Regions from separate parts of the Mus musculus genome. Here region 1 is linked to region 2. Evidence: chromatin contacts called from public promoter capture Hi-C data. All regions are on one chromosome and are shown on one strand. The core of a region is the stretch at or near the end of the contact, and the rest is flanking DNA. Distances in the headings are between cores, read along the strand shown.

The links. Promoter capture Hi-C pulls out the DNA fragments that hold promoters and counts their contacts.
Region 1: a promoter capture Hi-C map of hippocampal neurons shows a contact between it and region 2, with 2.3 times the contacts expected there. The contact joins two enhancer-like sites. A contact is called at or near these places in 5 of 39 promoter capture datasets (the 3T3-L1 cell line, embryonic stem cells, hippocampal neurons and 1 more), 2 of 484 Hi-C or Micro-C datasets (embryonic stem cells and stem cell-derived neural progenitor cells), 2 of 115 datasets of contacts at active chromatin or transcription factors (the HPC-7 cell line and large pre-B cells) and 3 of 9 other capture datasets (adipose tissue, embryonic stem cells and liver).

What each region holds. Positions count from the first base shown.
Region 1 is chr9:121,818,033-121,821,096 of GRCm38.p6, reverse strand. It overlaps Ccdc13 (coiled-coil domain containing 13), which reads left to right. Exons shown (of 16, transcript NM_028384.1): 6 at 321-437; 7 at 1,498-1,602. Among named protein-coding and RNA genes, the nearest start is that of Gm51698, 16 kb to the right of the region's middle. Within about 2 kb of position 1,731, at least 44 of the 459 cell types and tissues checked have an H3K27ac peak or open chromatin away from gene starts, as enhancers often do. A contact at or near this core is called in hippocampal neurons, where this site is marked.
Region 2 is chr9:121,665,687-121,668,720 of GRCm38.p6, reverse strand. Vipr1 (vasoactive intestinal peptide receptor 1) reads right to left here. Exons shown (of 13, transcript NM_011703.4): 10 at 2,821-2,912; 11 at 158-287. Among named protein-coding and RNA genes, the nearest start is that of Vipr1, 24 kb to the right of the region's middle. Within about 2 kb of position 1,565, at least 27 of the 459 cell types and tissues checked have an H3K27ac peak or open chromatin away from gene starts, as enhancers often do. A contact at or near this core is called in hippocampal neurons, where this site is marked.

The DNA.
Region 1 (3,064 bases), core at 482-2,981, 150 kb before region 2:
GCTGCCTCCTCTAGATGCCCCAGCTGTGGCCATGCATGTGGCCACACATGTATGTGCGACACAGAGAGCAAAGAGCTCAGCCCTGAGATTGGGCTGTGCTGATTCAGTCCATGCTTTGTCCTATACTAGCCAGGTAGCCAGGCCCCGAAGACTTAGCTCCACCCACCTCTGCTTTGCATCTCAAGTAGCTGGGGATTCTGAGAACTCCAGCCCTTGTCAGTGCCTGGAGCATACATAGAGAAATAGTAATAGATAAATGACTGATTGTCATTAATATTTAGGCCACGAGTGACCGCTTCCTCCCTGTCCTTCCCAACCAGCTGGAGACCCCAGAGGTGAAAGCTCTGCAGGACAGGCTGGCAGCCACCAACCTGAAGATGAGTGACCTGCGCAACCAGATCCAGTCTGCAAAGCAGGAGCTCCGTGTGGCCCAGAAGGTCTTCTACACTCAGGGTGTGGGACTTCTTGTGTGACCAGGGTTGGTCCCAGGAAAATCCCGATGACCCACTGGCTTCTTTTCCAAAGCAGGGCTGCTTAGTCCTGCTTGTGCTGGGTCAGTCCTGTCTGGGGTATGGGGTGGCCGGCTTCCTGGAAGGGCTGCCCACTACCCTGAGATGCCCACTACCTGCCTATGAACTGAGGAGATTAGCTCTGCCAAGCAGAGAGAGGACTGGGAGCCTTCTCTGTACCTCCCCCAGTGGCTGCCCTGTGCCCTGGTAGACCCAGTGAGCTGCCTTACCTGTGACTCAAAGGCTGCCTGGCCCACCTGCTGCCTTGCACCTGTGACCTGCAGCACAGGAACAAACAGGGAATTTGTGCACTGAAGGCCCCTTCCCAAGGAAAGTGCTCGGTGCCAGGGTTTTGGATTAACATAGTGAATTTGGCATCTGCCTTCTTTGCTGGAACCACTCAGACTGGCCAAGAATTACAAAACAGTGTTCTATTGTGGAAACAAGGGCCAGAGACTTGTCCTGCTGGATAGGGATCAGCTTGGTGACATACGGAGGGTATTATTTCATCCTCAAAACCTTGAGGTAGGCCTAGCTTCATACAGCTTTGGTGGCCACAGTGTCAGGTCTTCCTGAAGCACGGCAGCCTCAGTTGACTTCTCTGTACTTACAAGAGTCACTTGGCAGAGGCCAGCCCCTGTGGTGTGCAGCACGCCTCCTGAGCCCTCCAGAATTCTGTGATCCCAGGCGAGTCATGCAAGGAGGCAGGCACTGGTGGCTGAATGTGCAGGGAGCAGGGGGCCCTCGGGGCAAGAACAGTGTTGGAGTGTCCCAGAGAAGGGCTGGCCCGATGGGCTCACTACCTCCCAGGCAGAGCAGATCTGGACCTTTAACAGCTGAGCTTTGAGGTAGGAGGGAGGTCATGCAGATAAAGCCATCAGGACCATCAGGAACTCCACCCCAGAACTGCCTGGGAGCCATGCAGTGAGGGCTAGAAGGGCTGGGTAGCCTCTCCCCTGCCCACACTGAGCGCCTTGCTTTGTTTCAGGTTCTGGCCAATGAAGTTGGGGAAGATGTAAACATCCAGCAGCTGCTGGCCTCACCTGGGACCTGGCGGGGAAGGGCTCAACAAATTCTAGTGCTGCAGAGCAGGGTGAGTGGGCTCCTCCTGGACCCCGGAGCACACGGCACTGGCGCAGGCCTGTGGCTCCCACACCATGCCCTTGCAGAGTGAAGGGGTTTTCATTTGTTTATTGCCTGCATACGCACTTACATAACACTTTGCACATGCCCAGTCCTGGCTCTTAACCAGCCCCACAGCCTTGGGTTTCATTTCTGTCTCTGCAGGCATGCTTGCCTGAGTTCGTTTAAGTTTGCGTGACTGCTGTAATGCTTTTTCCAGTTTCATACCAGAAGCTTTTTGTTAGCCAGTAAAACAGCCTGGTCTGCCTCTTTATTTTCTAAGTATTTTGGCACACACCACAGGTAGTTAAGAGAAGCAGTTCCAGAGCTGACTGGCTTGAGTTCAAACCCTAGAGATCTCCTCACCACCTGTGGACTGGCACGCAAATTACTCTCTGTGCCTCAGTCTCTGCATCTGTGTAATGGGGATAACAACACTTGTGCCTCCCTAACCCCGAATCCTTGGTCTGTTGGCAAGATTGATTGTGTTGGCATGTGTAGGGGTGGGTTCCTCAGCAGGGAGCCATCCTGAAGAGAGCACTAGACAGGTTAGCCGAGATTTACTACCCTACTCCCACCTCCACCCTCATTTTGCCTTTAGAGTGAGAAGCTTCCAGAAGCTTCCTCGAGCATGCCACCTGCATCCCCTGGGATCAAGTCTACACCCTCCTGGGTGCCTTTTAAATTAGGGTTATCCATGAAATCCTTGAAGCCAGCGTGAAGGGAAACAACATCCCCCAAAGCTTTGGGACCCTAGAGATGTGAGCTCAAGTCTCCTCACCGTTGCTCTGGTGAAGCTGTGTGAATGACTTACCTCCTTCCGTACCACCTTGAACACGCCTGATCTCATCTGATTCTTGACAGTGGTGTAAAAGAAACACATACTAGAGAAAAGGCTGCCACTATCATGTGGCACAGCTGTGGGGAGGCATAAAACCAGAGCCTACCTCTCACCCTGAGAAGTATCAGCTCAAAAGGCATCGGAGGCCTCAGTGTTAGGCCCACAGCCTGGCGATGCTCTAGGAACAGAACACGGCCCTCTGAATAGGGACACAGGGCAAGAACTGATAGGATGGCATTAAACGGAAAGGATTAGGGAACAAAATGCCCAGCAGAGTGATGAGAACCTGCTGTGTGGGCAGCCTTTGCCACCTGTAGCTCTGAAGATTGATAATCAGAATATATAAAGAACTCCAAAACCTTAGCAAAAGAACAAACAACTCAAATTTTAAATACACAATTATTTCCACATACACTTCTGAAAAGAAGAAATACAAATGGTTACGGAATGTATATATGTGTGTGCATGTGTGAAGAGGCCAGAGTAGACATGAGGCAGTGTCTCCTACACCCAGAGCTTCAGGCCTCCCCTGTCTCTGTGTCTCAAGCTCTGGGGTTACAGGCAGGCCGCCTGTTAATAGTCAACATCCTTA
Region 2 (3,034 bases), core at 316-2,815:
CACTCCCAGCCCCACCCACCCCACCCCACTTCCCCACAGCCCCTTCACCCCTGCTTAAGGAAAGCACTGAGCACAATGGGGGTGCTTATCCAGAACTTATGACTGGAATCTGGGGCCCACGGCAGCTGAGGTGAATTCCTCAGGCCCACGTTCATACCTGGAAAGACCCTACGACGAGTTCAAAGACCATTTTCACCTGGGCCTTAAAGTTGTCGGGGAAGAAGGCAAACATGACATAGTGAACTCCAAACAGAGGGATGAGCAGAAGTGTGGACTTGGCCAGCCTCCTGGGGACAGGGAGAGGTAGGGTGTGGGTATGTATAGCCACATGGGGAGATGGGTGTGGGTATACCAAATGCAATAGTGACCAGACCCTGTGAGGATGAACAGTGGCTGCCCCATCCCCACGGCATGCCCACTCTATCCTGTCCCCTGTCTGTCAGTGATACCGCTCTCCTGTCCCCCTACCTCCTTGCCTGGGGAAAGCACACGAGAGAATTAAACTCCCTTCTTTCTCCCCCTTCTGGAGGAAGGCCACCAAGTATGATGTGTTACGTAAGACTCAGGAGGCAAGACTTCCCGGTCGGTCCCCCCCCCCTCTGGTCTGTGTCCCCAGCTGAAGAGTGAGGCGATGTCACGCTTCGGGGATGCTGTCTCCTCGGAAGTGCTGTGGGTGTCTCCAAGGACACTAGCTCCTAGGAATGGAGCCTTCCCAGCTCCAGGGCTGGCCACATGTGCCCGGTGTGCAGGAGGGTGAGGAGCACTCGCTGTTAGGCCTGCTCATTAGTTAGTGTGTGCACACTTGTGGCTCCTGCTCTTCCTCTGTGGCCCTGTCTCTAGGGGTTGCCTCTTTCCCTGAGACCGCTTCCCTCCCGCATCTCTAGCAGTGCAGAGTCCTGCTCCAAAAGGCCAGCTTGTCTTCCCTCTGCCCTGGTGCCAGCGGGGCCAGCACTCCCTCTATCTACTGCTAAGGCCCTCTACTGTGTATACTCAGCAGACCTCACAGCTGGTCCAGGCGGTAAGGGCCACAGTTTCCTAATTCCCTGGCAGAAAATAGGTCAGGGTGGATGTGGGTGGGATAGAAACACATTTGCCCCTGCCTCTCCTGCCTTGGTTCTGAGATCCCACCCCATGCAGATGCAACCTAGACCTTCCCTCCTTCTTGGGCCTGGCTCCCAGCCACACCTCTTTGGCCATGAACCCATCCCATACTCAGAGTCTGACAGATGGAGGCTTTCTTTAAATTGAGAGTGGGAACTGACAGCCCCTCCTTGGGGATTGCCAGCTCCAGCTCCCCCTTCTGTCTGCGACAGCTGTTCCTTTCCATCTCACCCACACAGACCTGGCCACGACCAGTTTGGGTTCTGTCCCCCAGATTCTAGCCCGTTGCAGCTGGACTTCTGGGAAACAAGGTCGCTGAGGTAAAGGACACCCGTGTGCGCGTGTGGGACAGGAGTGCTGCCTCCCGGCAGTGGGCAAGCCCCGCACGCACGTCTCCTTCTGGGAAAGAGAGGGTTGTCCTGCCCATGCAGCCTGCTAGGGACAGAATGCTGTCACACCAGGAATGGGAGGAAGCGTCAGCCTCAGGCCCGACCGTCACAGGGCTCCAGAACAGAATCCCAAATCCAGCAGCTCGTGACTCCTCCAGTGGGAAATCTTCCAACCACAGCTGAGATTCCCCTAACGGAGGCCAGGTTAAGAACATCTAGGATCCCAGGACTGGATGGCCCTTGTGGGGTGGCCTGCATGGTGGGTCTGTTCTCCATTGCCACTGTGAGTGTAAAGGTTCTTCGGGCCTTTGCAAGGGTGCCCCGGTCATGTTTTATGTTTCCTTCACGTGCCTGCAAGCTCTGATTTCCATAGAAACTTGCTGGCCTTCCCAGTGCCCCTCCTCTTTTCAAGCAGTGAATTACGGCCCTTGCAATGATTAATATCAATTACCAGCAGGACTTAGAATCACGGAGGAGACAAACCTCTGGGCATATCTGAGAGGGGATTTCTGGATGGTGTTGAGGTGGGAAGACCCACCCTGACTATCGGTGGCACCGTCCCGTGGGCTGGGGTCTCAGACTGAATAGAAAGGAGAAAGTGAGCTGAGTGCTGGTGTTCGTCTCTCACTTTCAGATCGGATGCAGGATGACTGGCTGCCTTAAGCTTTACAGCCGAGTCTCTGCCTTGACGAGTGGTGCCCTTGAGCTAGAAGCTAAAGCACGGTTTCTAATTGCTTCCTTAAATTGCCTGTCAGGCATTTTGTCACAGCATCAAGGAAAGAAAATGCCTCCTCTCTTCCTGCCCATAGTGGTGTGCTCCAACTTTGGAGGCTGAGGAAGTTCATATCTGTCTTTTGTACAGCTGGGAACATTTTACTGCGGATCCCGAGTGTGACACGGGCAGAGGCATGGAGACCTCTCAGCCTGTGCCTGATCTCTGTAAGGATGTGATAGCTATCAGTGGGGAATACTGAATGTGGTTGCCTCGATGTGGAATGGGGTCTCCCAGGACATCTCCTGCTGGGCATCTGTTGTATTCCCTTCTCTGCCAGGCATAGGTCAGACTGCACAGTGTGTGAGGCAGGCACAGGGTTTCCACTCCCTTCAAGCTCCCTAGGGCAGCAGTGTGAACCTGAAGGACATTGAGCATCAGGAGAGCAGATGTAGGTGTGGAGGGCTTGGTGATGATGGGCAGGGGATGCTGAGCCTGGCCATGGGGAAGAGTAATGTCTGGCTCTGGGTACTTGTAGGCGTGTGAGGTCATGTGTAGGGCAGTGATCTGAGGACCCGGGGTGGAAGCTTGGAGCTGGGCTGCTGGGCCCACACTCACGAGTATGGGCTGCTATCATTCTTCCCAATGTCGGGTGGCCGTAGCTTCTGAACCAGGATTCGGATGATGCAGATAAACAGGATGAAGTTCACCTGTTGGATGACAAACCCGCGATGTTGGTCACTTAGAGAGAGAAAGCTGGGGTAGGTTGTTTTCTTCTCCGGTGCTGTCCACCCCTCCATAGTACCTCTTGATGGCTCTTCCCTTTGGGGCA